Regions from separate parts of the Mus musculus genome. Here all the other regions are linked to region 1. The links are chromatin contacts, called in public HiCAR-type and promoter capture Hi-C maps. All regions are on one chromosome and are shown on one strand. The core of a region is the stretch at or near the end of the contact, and the rest is flanking DNA. Distances in the headings are between cores, read along the strand shown.

Region 1 (4,616 bases), core at 1,520-4,019:
AGAGCAACCTAATTTCTAGGCTCTGAAGGGAAGCAGGGTACAGCCCCTGTAAACTGTCCATACTTAATTACAGTATAATCTCTAGTAATTTGGGCTGTTTCTATGCAATTTTTACATTTTTTTAAGTTTCTGTGTAGCAGAACACAGATTTAAAAAAAAAAAAAAAAGATTTAGCCAGGCGTGGTGGCGCACGCCTTTAGTCCCAGCACTTGGGAGGCAGAGGCAGGCGGATTTCTGAGTTCGAGGCCAGCCTGGTCTACAGAGTGAGTTCCAGGACAGCCAGGGCTACACAGAGAAACCCTGTCTTGAAAAACCAAAAAAAAAAAAAAATTATTTATTTATGTATATTAGTACACTGTTGCTGTCTTCAGACACACCAGAAGAGGGCATTAGATCTCATTACAGATGGTTGTGAGCCACCATGTGGTTGCTGGGAATTGAACTCAGGTCCTCTAGAAGAGCAGTCAGTGCTCTTAACCACTGAGCCATCTCTCCAAGTCCCCAATTTTTCATTTTTCAAAAAACATAATTTTCAAACAAATATTTGTAGACTTCTCAAGTTTTTCTTTGTTTACCTAAGTTTCCTTCCCGCCCCTTAACTGTTAGTTAGCAGAGGATTATCTTGATACCCCTTGAGTCTCAGTCACTGATTTCAAGTTATCTGGTTTGGAGGCAAGTGTCTTTACTGGCTAAACCATTTAGTTAATTTGCTTTTGAACTTTTCCTCACCCTGAGACAAGAGTTTCTCTCTGCCCTGTCCTGAAATTCACTATGCAGAGATTCCGACTCTTCTGGAACTCACTCTGTAGACCAGGCTGGCCTTGAACTCAGAAATCTACCTGCCTCTGTCACTGAGTGCTGGGAATAAAGACGTACCACCACTGCCACCCAGCTATTTTGAATTTCTAATCTTTCTAGTCATCTCCTGAGTCTTGGGATTAACTGCATGTTCCACCACACCAGGTTTTATGCCATGGTGGAGACTGAACCAGGGCTTCCATACCAGGCAAACTCACTACCAACTGAACTGCATCCTCAGGCCTGCCTCTCTTTCTTTCTGGAGCAGGAGGTCTTTCCCAGGGCCATAGGCATTTTAATTATTCACTTCACCCTCATCTACACCCACATCTCAGTCAAAATACAATTTCTTATTTGGGGTATCCAGTAAAAACAAAATTCTTTTTTTTTTTTTTTTTTTTTTTGGGCTTTTCGAGACAGAGTTTCGGTTTCTCTGTGTAGCCCTGGCTGTCCTGGAAATCACTTTGTAGACCAGGCTGGCCTCGAACTCAGAAATCCGCTTGCCTCTGCCTCCTGTCTTTTCTCTTTTCTTTTCTTTTCTTTTCTTTTCTTTTCTTTTCTTTTCTTTTTTCTTTTCTTTTCGTGTGTGTGTGTGTGTGTGTGTGTGTGTGTGTGTGTGTGTGCTGGGCATGGTAGTTTATGTCTGTAATCCCAGGACCCCGAGGCTAAGTAAGGAAGATTTAGCTGAGTTTAAGGTCAGTGTGGACTACATAATGAGCACCGGACAACCAGTTATAGACAGGCCTTGTGAAATACTACACTTCCCCATCCCCACCCCCACCTCCCCAAAATGGTTGGCTTCCATATTCAGCCTAAAGTGCCAAGATTAGAGGCATGTATTACCACACCAAGCCATACATATTGTGTTAATGTATTTGCATGGAATGCATTCGCCCATAGAAGGCAACATCTAGATGTCTTCAGTGGAAACTTCACCCTATTTTTTGACACAGGATTTCCCTGCGTAATTCTGGAAGTCCTGGAACTCGACAAGGCTGGCGTTGAACTCACAGACCCTCTTGCTTCCGTCTTCCCAGGTGCTGGAATTTCAGTTCTACCGCGCTGGCCCCAACCTATTTGTATAGACTGGGCCTCCCACTGAACCAGGAGCTTGCTTATTTAGCTAGGCTGGCAGGTTTCTTTTCAAGCCTTTCAGGTATGGGAGACTACTGTGCTAGTGGCTTATGGAGTGTTGGGGGGGCTAATGCAGGTCTTAATGCTTGTAGGAAGCACTTTACTGAGCCACCTCCCAACTCTTTAATTTTTTATGCCAATTTTTAAAAAAAATATTTATTATTTTATGTAAGTACACTGTAGCTGTCTTCTGACACACCAGAGGGCATCAGATGTCATTACGGATGGTTGTAAGCCACCATGTGGTTGCTGGGATTTGAACTCAGGACCTTCAGAAGAGCAGTCAGTGCTCTTAACCACTGAGCCATCTCTCCAGCCCTTTTTATGCCAATTTTAACGTTTTAAAATGTCACCTTTTTGGTTGTTTGGAAATTTTATTTCTTCACTTACTGGTGTGTGTGTGTGTGTGTGTGTGTGTGTGTGTGTGTGTGTGTGTGTGCGCGCGCGCGTCGCACATTAATGATCAGAGTTCAGCTTTCAGGACTCTGTTCTTCTGGTCCATCCTGGGTTCCAAGAATCGAATTCAGGTCGTCCGGTTTGCTGAGCCCCAGGCGGCTTTTTAAATTTTCCATGCCCGCGAAGTTCTTCTCTCCCTACCATTCATTTCCTTGAAGAACAAAACACGGAAAACTATTTCCTAAAACCCAGAAGCGAGCGCATCCTAGCTGAGAGCTTCAAGGATATAGAACGTCCTCGGAGGTCACCGAGAAACGCCTCCCGCGCCCCTGGGAAGGGGCGGGGCCCCAAAAGTCTCCGCTCTCACTATCCCGCTTGGCCAGGCAAGACAATTCTCGCGAGACTTCAGGCACCTCAGCCGCTGCGCACTACGCGTTGCTGGGAGTCGAGGCGCGGAGTGGGGGGAGGGGCAGGGGAGACGGTACAAACGGCGCGGCCGCCATCTTGTTTGCGCCCCCGCTCCGCACGCGCTCCGGTTTTTCGTGACGCACGCTTCCCCCTCCCCTCCGCCGCGCCCGGGCCTCTGCATTGCCCGACGGCGCAGCAGCGCGGGGGCGGCTGCTTTCTTCGCTGGACGCCGGAGTAGAGGCCTGTGAGTGTATGAAAGCTTGGGTGAGGAGGGGAGAGAGAGAGGGGGCGGCCGGCAGTGAGGGCGGTGCTTCCCGCCAATGGCGGAGAGCTCCCTTCCCTCTGCGGCCGCCGCTGCACTTCGGTCGGCTCTGCCGCCGCCATGTTATGTGTTCGCCGGGCCCGCCGCTGTCGTCGCGGCTGCGCTCGCGGGGTCCGTGCGCCTGGGCCCGCGGGCTTTCTCCCATTGGCGGAAGGCGACGGCGGGGGGGCTCGCTCGTGATTGGTCGGCGGCGGGGAGGCCGCGGACCTGGCACCTTATTGGTCACGCCGGCTCCGGCCTGGGGGGTGATGAAGGAATTGGCGGCTGTCGGGATGCTAGCTGCTCAGGCTCTGGCGGCAGGGCGACGGTCCCTCTAATGCCAGCGTGGCGGGGAGTCTCCGGGACGGAGCCGGAGGCCCAGAGGAGAAAGAGAGTGGTAGCCTGGCGTGTGGCCTGCAACGGGGAGGGGTCACTACTAATACCAGAGGCACGGTCAACTACAAGATGGGGTGTGCAAGCCCCTGCTTTGTAAACACGGAACAGAAGTGTCTTCGAGACCTAGGGGTGCTAGACTTGGAAATTGATCCAGCTTGGGAATGACCCTGAGTAGAAGTCTGAGTGCATGGTATGGAAGTAGTGGGAGTGAGGACCAGAAGGACAGAATCGGATTAGGGAGCCTGCTGTAAGAATTTGGGTTTTGAAACCCGGAGGATTAGTGTAGAACTCCAGACTCCATTCTGGGTTCTGAAATGGAGAGTGGGAAACAGGTAAACAGCCGGATCCCACTGGACAGGTGTATCAACTTTTAGAGGCTGAATGCCATTTTAACATTACATTAAGTAGAATCAGAAAGTCAGCTGTAGAATGTATTTGCATAATTGGGAAGTTGGGGGTTACAGGATTTGGGATCATGCTAGTTTTGAGATGTTATATATGAAATTTTCACTGGTCTAAGAAGAATATAGGATCAGAGCTTTGTGCTTGCTAGACAAACATTCTACCAACTGAGTTACCCCACTTCCCCCTTAAAATTGATCTCTCTTAACTTTCAGTTCAGAGGGCAGGTGAGACAAACTCAGGAGTAATAGACCTTGTTTCGCGTGCTTACCTGGGTGTATGAGTATATTTTACAGTCACACAGATATTGGCAGTGCCATCCTCATTCTGTGAGGGAACAAGCAAGAGTTTGTAAGTTGCTGGAGTCAGGTGTACTGTCCTTGTTGTGGGAGCAGCCGTGCAGATTAGGGTGAGAGGGTTGCTTGAGCCCAGGAATTTGAGGTCAGCCTGTAAGATGTGAGACTCTAAAAGGAAGACAAAACCACGAGGAATTTGGTTAAGTTCACAGCTAGTAAGTGACAGCCCAGATCCAGACACAGATGGGATTCTCCATCCTTACACTGCTTTTAGAGTTCCCACTTCATATCCTTCCTTCTCCTCCTCTTCTCTGTCTTCCTCTTCCCTCTTTACTCTTTCTTTACCTTTTTTCTTTTGAGGCAAGTTCTCCTGTAGTCCAGGCTACTCTTGCTTGCTCTGTATGTAGCTGGTAATGACCTTTCACTCCAGATTCTTCTAGATCCACATCCTAACTGATGAGATTTCCCAGAGAGTCCCACCACTC
Region 2 (4,616 bases), core at 1,370-3,869, 1.6 Mb after region 1:
TTTGGTAATAGTCGAGGTTCTGCCGCATCTCCATGTGCTCAGGATTGCCCACAAAGAAGGTGTGTGCCGCAGCCACAGCTTTCTCCAGCTTGTTTATCTATAGATGAAGTAAAAGAATACATTCACATACAAACTCTTTTCTGTTTGTTTGCTTGGTTGGTTTCTTTGTGTGTATGTGTGTGTTCGGGTGTGTTTGTGTGTGCACTGATACGGGGTATTGCTATGTAAGTCAGTCTCAAACTCTCAATCCTCCTGCCTCAGATCCAAAGTGCTGGGATTATAGGTGAGACTTTGTCTCAAAACAAAATAAAACAAACAAGCAATCCAACAAAGACTGATTGAAAGGTAGTGACTGAGCTGACTAAACATAGTGACTAAAGCTGCAACTACCTGGGAATGCTGCAGAAAGGGCAGCTAACAAAAGGGCAGCTAACAACTGCACGGTGGTGGTGAGAATACAGAATAGCAGCATCTTAGGGCTGCTGTAGAGCACTGTGCCACCATGCCCAGCTTACACTCCTGAGCACTCAGGACTACTCCTGTTTCCTCTGCTACGCACCCCCAGCCCTTCCTTTCTTCCCTCTGAGCACTGGCACCTAGCTTCCTCTGGTGGACTGGGCTCCTAATTCTCCTGTTTTCACCACCACCAATTTCTCCTTCCAGAATTAACATTCTGAAAATGAGGTCTGGTGATGGCTGCCTGAGGTGTGCAGAAGCCTCACTAAACTCCTTAGTCACTCCCAGTCTCCCCACGCAGGAGTCACGGACGGGACTACCCCATGGCCCCAGATATATCACACTCTAGCTCCAATTTCCCCTCTCTGGGGAATAACCATTCTTCAGTGGCTCCTCTCTCTCAGGCCTAATTTAACTGAGGCAAAGCTGGAGTTTCCCTCCTTTGTCTCCCCCCAGTCCTAACTTAGCTACATAACCTTTTTTGTTAGCCCTTAGTACAGTGACTCCTAGCAGTGACACAAGGAAAAACAAAGGAGCAATCATTTTAACCACCTGTCCAAGAACTGGAATGTAGTAGGTGCTCAATAAATGGCAACGAATTTTAAGTAGTGCTATTAAGTGGCATGACCCAATCAGTAAGAACCCAGTCATCCCAGCATGCTTTCCAGTAACCAGAAGGAACCGAGGGGACAAAGCAGAAATCTGAGGTCCCCACGAGCCTCTAAGTCTTTCTTTAGGTAGAACTGAAAGGTCTGTGAAACTGTTGTAGCTATGTAGTCTGCATGAGCAGCCCACCCCCCTAACATGGGACTAATATCATTTACTCAAAGGATACTGTATGTATCAGGGCAAATGAGGCAATAAACAAACGTAAAGTGCTTTAACGGAGTCCTGGAAATATATGTTACCAGTCATCACGGGCAGACAAGGCTGGCGTTCCAAGCCCGCTTATTGACTTGGCCTTAAATCGCTGTGGCATCCCAAAAGACAGTCATTTTCTTAAAAACAAAAAACCCAAAAATACTAGCTAGAGGGTCCTCCACAGGGCGGAGCCAGGCAGCCCCTGCTGGCGACGTGGCAATCCCACGTCCTGAAAGAGCGCTGCTGTTGGATTAGGGAGCAGGGAAAGCATGATTGGAGAACGAACCGGAAGGAAGATGTTGCAGAAGCACTTGGACACTTGCAATGAAGTACTGCTGGGAGACCCTAGCGGCCGCCTCGGTTCCCTCTAGGAGGCCTTCCCAAAAGAAAAAGGTCAGGTTTTTCTTGGCTTGGGCTGTCACTACTGGCTGGACCTTTAGGGTTAGCATCTGCCCATAAGAACCGGGTGAAGCTCCCAAAGTCCGCCAAGAGCTCCCTAGCCAAGAGGTCCCTTGCCTCCCTGCCGTCTCATCCCTGCTCTGCTCCCCAAGTTCCCCAGGTCGCTCCCGGCCACCGGGCTCCGGACCAGTCGCACCTTGAAATAGGCGACCTGCAGGTAGTTGTACGGGCTCCGCTTGTTGAACTCCAGGTCCAGTTCTTCACTCAGCAAGTGGGCAGAGGGCGGCCCGAGGCAGCGGCGTAGGCAGGCGGCACGGCGCAGCACGGCTCCGAAGAAGCGCAGGTCGTGCAGGGCGGCGGCGCCCGGGTCCTGGCTCAGGCTGGGGTCCGGACCGAGATCCAGGTCCGGTGCCCACGGCAGTTCGGTGGCACAGCGTGTGCGGCAGCGCAGGCGGAGGGCACGCAGGGCCGCCCGCGAGCGCAGCGCCCGCTCCATGTTCAGGACCACCCCGGGCCAGTCCCCGCGCGAGTAGGCCGCGGTCCCCTCTGCGTAAAGCAGGTCAGGGGCTGCCACGTCCCATCCCGGCTCAGACTCCGCCGCAACCCGTAAGGCGGCGGCGGCGGCGACCGCTAGCATCGCTGCCAGCAGCCTCCTTTCGCTCACCGCCATGGCCTTGCTCCTCCACTTAACGGGACTGCTCGCCTGGGGCACATTCCAGAGTCCCGCCCCCCACAGAAGCCACGCCCAGAGACGAGCCACGCCCCAAGTCCAGAAGCTCGTGGCAAGGAAACTTGTACCGCCTCTTGCTTTCAACCAATCCAAACACTTACTCTTCGTGAGGCTCCGCCTCTAATCTCATGCGCACAGCTCAATGGACTGAGAACGAGAAAACCCCGCCCACAAGCTGTTGTGCGCCTGCGCTTTAGACTGAGCTCCCTGCGGGTGGTGGGACCGAGGTGCTGTTATGGCGGACCCCGGGGTTCCCGGCCGGTACGAAAGTGGTACGGGAAATCTGGGGGTGAAGGAGGCGGCGGGTCCTGGAGGTAGGTGGGACTGAGTTGCCTGGGTAGGAGGTCGCAGCCGGGTGGCTCTTTCCTGCTGGCTCACGGAAGGCTGAGGGTTTCAACTTACGCCTGTGTTCGGGTGTGTATCGCAGGAGCCCTGGTGGAGCTCACCCCGACCCCCGGCGGCCTGGCTCTGGTGAGCCCCTACCACACCCACCGGGTCGGGGACCCCTTAGACCTCGTGGCGCTCGCCGAGCAGGTGCAGAAGGTGAGGAATAGCCATCTCCGTACTTTACCCTGCCTCTTTGGGCTCGGGACAGCCTGTGAACTCGGCAGTACTGAAGTTACCATTCCATTTCACACGAAGAGGATCACTCTATCCCAATTCCTCTGTTGTTGTTTGTTTTGAGACAGGGCCTTTCTACATAACTCTGGCTGTCATGGAACTCTCTATATTATAGACTAGGCTGGCCTCGAACTGACAGATCCACCTTCCTCCCCCACCCTCCAACCCCAAAACCCTATGCTGGGATTAAATGTATGGCTTCTATACCAAATTCTTAAATAGTCACATTTTATTCTGCTTCCCATAAGGTCTTTATCTGTTACCCAGGAGCTTGTGGAACTTAAATATATGCTCTTTCTTTCCTTTTTAAAAAAACAAAACAAAATAAAACAAAAACTGCTGGGGTTGTAGTTTACTGTTGCCTAGCCCTGAATTTGATTCTTAGCACTACCAAAAACAGCATGCAAAAAGGCACAGGGTAAAATTCCTATTGAAAAAAAGACCACACACAATAAAACTGGAGGTAGTTTCATTTGCTGTATAGCCCAGGTTGGCTTTGAATTCAGCCTCCCAAAGGCTGGGTATTACAAGGGTCGCTGTCACACATGGTGAATTTCAGTGGATACAGTCAGTATTACTATGTCCAGAGCTTAGGCGTCGGTTTCCATAATAGGTAAAATAAAGAAGATATGCAAAATAATGGAAAAGACCGTAGAAGTTTTGACAGATTGGTTTTGATTGTTTCTCTCTGGAGCTCTGGATCTGTAAAATGAGATCTTTGAGGTGGAGAGGCTCATAGGGCTAAGTGGGACTCCAGTTTCCTTCTCTTAGCAAGACTTCCCCTGAAGACTCTTTTACAGTGTCGGAGCCTGGCTGCTTTAAAAGCTTCTAGTGTTCTCTTTCTCTTGTATAAACTAGCTTATTTGGCAGTTATCGTGTTCAAGAGTTTGTTTTGATCAAGAAAATTAATGATTGACATGCCAAAAATCCCTCACACAAAAAATGTCTGTTGTAGTATTTAAGAAAAATTCAAATGTTTAGAAAAACCTTTTTAATTAAAACTTTACTTTTTTTTTTTTTTTAAGAGAGGTGGGCTCAAAAACAGGCTTAGAAGACTATCACGTGTTTGTTTAATCAGGCTGCTATTGGAGGGAGGTAGCTAGGGACAAAATCTTGGGCAATCAACACTTTGAGTTTCAGAGTGACGGTAGTGGACTCAGCCACAGAGAGAACACAGCTTTTTTTTTTTTTTTTTAAGATTTATTTATTTTATATATGTGAGTACACTGCCGTTCTCGCCAGAGACACCAGGAGAAGTCATTGGATCCTGTTATAGATGGTTATGAGCCACCATGTGGTTGCTGGGAATTAAACTCAGGACCTCTGGAAGAGCAGTCAGTGCTCTGAACTGCTGAGCAATCTCTCCAGCCCAGCTTTAGTCTTTTATACTGGTGACATATAAAGGATATATTATTCTGTTGCCTCCAGTTCTCCAGAATAATCCATCTTTGAGAAGCTGAAGAAGAAAATACTTTAAAAACAAATTGAGAGCTGGGGAAATGGTCCAGTGGTTAAGAGCACTCACTGCTCTTGTTGATGACCCAGGTTT
Region 3 (4,616 bases), core at 566-3,065, 1.3 Mb after region 1:
TTGACCTCATCCACAAAACACCTAATAAAGGCATGAGAAACTCCCTAGCAGCCCACAACAGAGAACACGGCCCACCTCAATTCCAATATTAAACCAAACAGGGAAGAGCTTCAAGTTCACCTAAAACAAAACACTCAAAAATGAAATCACATCTACATAGCCCTTCCTATCATAAAAATGGGGATCACTTGGAAAAAAAATAAAGCAGCAGCTATCGTTTTCTCCATAAATACTATGATTTTAAAAAGAATAAAAGAAAGGCGTCTGTCACTGCTACTGTAAAGAGAGCAATCTGTGGTCTCCCAAGAGCGAAACACAGAAAGATGTAAATGTTAACCTGAAAGAGCTTAAAGGGAGATGGGGAGGGAGACATGTATTTCAAAACAGTGTTAAAAAACAGAGCCCAATAGTACCTAGTGCATTTTAGAGATGTGGAATAAAGAACTTTCTGCAAAAGCAGCAAGCAGGACTACCTAGTCCTTCTACTAGAGAAAAATCTACGTATATTACACCCAATAGAACATGCATGCTTTCTCACTAGGGTACAAAACACAAGGAAAAACTAAAGGCAAATAAACAGTGAAAGGTGAAAAGAAGCCCACCAGTTTCGAGCGCCCCGACACGACTCATTCAGAAATGTAGCAACAACTTGAGCCCTGCATCAACACAGACTAGAAAATACTAGGCCACAGTGACACAAGAAAGTAGAATAGAGAAAGGAAAACCGTACACACCAACACATCAGTTGCAAGCGCCTGCTCTCTGGAGAATTAAGCAGTAGAGAAGAGCAAGAGCTACTGGTACTGAAAAGATGTCAATTAACTAAGATCTGGTCGATCCCCTAGTAGTCTCAATTTCCTAAGAGTACAACTCTTGATTCTTCCATCAAACAAGTCATCCTCGGCAAAACAAACTGACCTTAACACCTTCCCCACGCTGCCCGGAAGAAATCACGGGGTGGAGGGGAGTAAAGCAGGGCGGGGGAAAAAAAAAAAACAAAAAACATCTCAACCAACTGCAAAAAATGGAGGGAGTGGGAGGGACGGGGCACTACCACGTGGGCAGGATGCAACACACGCAGGACAGCAGCAACACGTCCGCATGCGAAGGCTGCCTTTCCCCCAATGCCAGAGAAGGGCCCGGGGACAGGATGGGAGAGAAGGTGGGACCCTCGCCCCAGCCATTTCAGCCCCGCAGGGCACCCGCGACCCACAAGGCAGCGGCCGCCTTCCCGGCAGAATAGCGCCTGGAGGGCGAGGAGGGGACGCCGCATCGCGCCGGGAACAGGACGAGCCCGGACCAGGTGCAGGTCACGGAGCGACGAGGGCGCGACTGTCGCGGTCCTCCGCGGCCCCGGCATCCGCAGCGCGGGCCCACCTGGGGGAGGGGCGGGCGCGCGCGGCGTCGGGCTGAGGGGCAGCGGCAGCTGAGGAGTGGCGCCGCGGGTGAGGGAGGGCCGCCACCCGGCCGGCCCAGCCTGGCGCCCACCGCCGGCCACAGGGAGCGTGCGCCGAGGACGGCGAGCGCCGCTCGCCCAGGGCAGCCCCCGCCCGCGTCCCGGGAGATGCCCCAGCCCCGCCTCCCCGCCCGCCGCCCCAGCCCCGACGAGACCCTGGCGACGCGTGCTCACCTCAGGCTACGCAGGCCGGGACGGCCCGGCCGAGCCTCCGGCCGCTGCGTGCGTCTCCGTTCCCCGCGAAAGGTCCCAACGGCGCCCTCAGAGAGCGGCCCAGGCCCGGAGCGGCGCCGAGAGTGGCGGCGGCGGCGGCAGCGGCGGCGGGAGCAGCCAACATCCGGGGCCGCGCACCCGGAACTACTTCCCGACCCGCTCCCTCCCACCCCCGCCTCCCGCGACGTCTCAGCGCTCCCGGCCCGGCGTCCTCGGCTCCACGGCCCGCCCCGTCGTTGCTGCGCGATGTGCGAGGGATCCCTCCGCGGGGACAAGTAGTGCCTCTGAGCTCCCGCGGCTCTGCCTGCTTGCGGCCAGCGGGAACCGGCGGTGGGCGGTGCGGAGCGCCTTGCAGTGTTTGCGCCTCGGACTTGACAGCGGCTGGCCGAGGCGGCCCCGGCCCCACTCCCGGGATTCCAACTCCTGAGGAATGCGCCTCGTGACCTCCCCGCCTTCCAGCCTCTGCCTCTGCGCGGCCCCGTCAAGCACCCAGCGCGGATTTTCCCGGCCGCCACCGGGGCGCTTTGGACCTTGCTTGGGGACACGCGTCCTTCGGAATGTCAAGAACCCGGGTTCGAGGCCCCTCCCTACCCAGGCATGTCATCTTGTCATTACCCCTGCCGCGTCATCCTCTCCATCTCAAGTTAGCTGGCCAGGTCGTGGCCTCACTATCAACAGGTGGAGCCTTTAGTAGGGTTGTTCAGACTTCTGGTAAACTTTGGACTTTCCCTTTGGTCTTCCCTGGTCCTACCTCTGAACTGTTAGCGTTGACAATCTGTGCTATCCTGTTACACTTGGTAGGTATTTGCTGCGCAGAAGCCGCGTTAAGTCACGTACTCTTCCCTGCAGCCTCAAGAACAGCAAGTGAAGAGCAGTTGCTCAGTATTTGGACATTAGATGGTTAGATGGATGTCAGTGAGTTTGGTTGATTGAGAAAGCAAAGGTCTGAGAGAATTGACCCTGGCAACCTTGCTGAGCTAAGACAGTGTGAAACCATCCTTCCATTCCTTCATGGAGCATTGAACACTTTCATCTGTCAAGCATCTCCTGGCAATGGGAATTCTAAAGGTTTATCCACTCATTTGTCCAACAAAGACATAAAAAGTCATTGTACCAGGCACTACTGTAGTGCTTCAGATTAATCAGTGAACAGAAAAGGCCGGTGGAGGGGCAAGTATCATTCCCTCATGGGCAGAAAGGTGATAAAAATTATGAATTATGTAATAATGTTAGAAAACATTGAATGATACCTTGGGGGATTGGGGAGGAGCACTCAGGACAGAGCTGTGTGGAACACTAGAAGGAAAATCCTTTTAAAAAGAGCTGCCTGGGTGAGCCACAATAATAAGGCAACTTGAATCAGAGGTTTGAAAGAAGTGAAGGGATTTGATGTAATTGTGGTTAGAACATCCCTGTGAGTGTTAGAAGTAGCGAGGGTCGGGAGAGGTAAAAGATAAGGACAGAGGGGTATCTTGTGGGCTATTGACAGTCTCTCCAGAGCTTTAAACAGTGAATGCTCTGCTTAGAGTACAGGGTAGGAAGTCAGAGGGGGCACTACCCAGGGACAAGGTGATGACCTAAATTAGGACAGAACCACACAGGAAAATAAGACACGGGCTTTTATATTTTTAAGCACTCAGTCTAGGGGCTAGCAAGATGGCCCAACAGGTAAAGGAGATTACTCCACAAGCCTGGAACCAGAACCTAATCCCTGGAATCCATGTAAAGTAGAAAAGAACCAATTCCACACACATGCTGTGGTAAGTGCGCTATACACGTGTACACACACACACCACAATAAATAGTTAGAAAAATAATTCATCTAGATGCATGCTCATAACTTCAGCTCTAAGAAAACTGTGGCAAGAGAATGATAAGTTTGAGGCCACCCTGGGCCACATGGACTCTGTCTCAAAAACAAAGAACTCATAGTCTAGTGAGACATAAGTAAACTGATTACATAACATCATGACAAGGAGAACATAGTCCCAAAGAGGATACCCCCACCACCCCCCTTGCCAGTCTTCCTGGGGAAGGGTAGACTACCGCAGATTCATAGAGAGAATTAGAATTACCTGGTTGGCTGGTCAATCAAGTGGCTCCTCAGTTGAACATAATTAACACTAGCCTTCCCAGCCTCTCAGATCTCAAAGTTCACCTTCCTCCACCTAGGCTTGAGACAGAATACTAAAAAGCAGCCTGGGTGCTGCTCTTAAAGAGACGGGTACAAAGCCAAGCAGTGGTGGCAGACGCCTTTAATCCCAGCACTTGGGGGGCAGGGGCAGACGGATTTCTGAGTTCAAGGCCAGTCTGGTCTACAGAGTGAGCTACAGGACAGCCAGGGCTACACAGAGAAACCCTGTCTCAAAAAACAGAGAGAGAGAGACTGATACAGCTGTTTCCGTTTGTGGGAGGGGTAAATTGAAGCCAGGAGTCACCAGGATTTGACCTGGAGATCAGGATCATAAAAGACCATAGTCAGGAATCTCTCTGAGACACTTAAGTAGAGTCAGCCAGAAGATAAAGTACAAAGACAAGCAGGGACTTGGCTCTAAACCACTTTGGCTACCTCTGTAATGGCTATTCCTGGTTGTCAACTTTATCTGGAATGAACTACAATCAGAATTGGAGGGCACACCTGTGATGCAGATCTTGAGGCTGGAAGAGAAGTTTCAGACCTAGATCTTGGCGTGGAGATCTTGAGCCATAGTGGCCATGAAAAGTTTACACCCAGGCAAGGTAGTACATGCCTTTAATCCCGGGAGACTGAGGCAAGGAAGATCTCTGAGTTCAAAGTCAGCCTGGGAAAGAGCAAGTCCCAGATCCACACTGTTAATCTAGGCCACACCTTCTGCTGGAGACATAGCACAGCTGCCCATTGTCAGGTTAGTTATTAGATTACAGACACACAGTCATCACAATAAATTCACTTAACATATCTCTATAT

Evidence for each region. HiCAR-type assays count read pairs that join an accessible place to other places. Capture Hi-C pulls out chosen DNA fragments and counts their contacts.
Region 2: a HiCAR-type map of astrocytes shows a contact between it and region 1, with 4 times the contacts expected there. The contact joins the promoter of AU022252 here to the promoter of Nfyc in region 1. A contact is called at or near these places in 3 of 39 promoter capture datasets (cranial neural crest, liver and pre-B cells), 2 of 484 Hi-C or Micro-C datasets (B cells and uterus) and 1 of 115 datasets of contacts at active chromatin or transcription factors (astrocytes).
Region 3: a contact with region 1 is called in a promoter capture Hi-C map of adipose tissue, with 3 times the contacts expected there. The contact joins the promoter of Foxj3 here to the promoter of Nfyc in region 1. A contact is called at or near these places in 1 of 39 promoter capture datasets (liver) and 1 of 9 other capture datasets (adipose tissue).

The regions. Positions count from the first base shown.
Region 1 is chr4:120,823,894-120,828,509 of GRCm38.p6, reverse strand. Nfyc (nuclear transcription factor-Y gamma) reads left to right here and starts at 2,769. Exons shown (of 10, transcript NM_008692.4): 1 at 2,769-2,980.
Region 2 is chr4:119,230,727-119,235,342 of GRCm38.p6, reverse strand. It overlaps AU022252 (expressed sequence AU022252), which reads left to right and starts at 2,619. Exons shown (of 5, transcript NM_001012400.2): 1 at 2,619-2,760; 2 at 2,874-2,989. The coding sequence starts at 2,682. It overlaps P3h1 (prolyl 3-hydroxylase 1), which reads right to left and starts at 2,428. Exons shown (of 15, transcript NM_019783.2): 1 at 1,913-2,428; 2 at 1-97. The coding sequence starts at 2,386.
Region 3 is chr4:119,536,860-119,541,475 of GRCm38.p6, reverse strand. It overlaps Foxj3 (forkhead box J3), which reads right to left and starts at 1,815. Exons shown (of 13, transcript NM_172699.3): 1 at 1,631-1,815. It overlaps Frg2f1 (FSHD region gene 2 family member 1), which reads left to right and starts at 2,707. Exons shown (of 4, transcript NM_001004178.1): 1 at 2,707-2,868.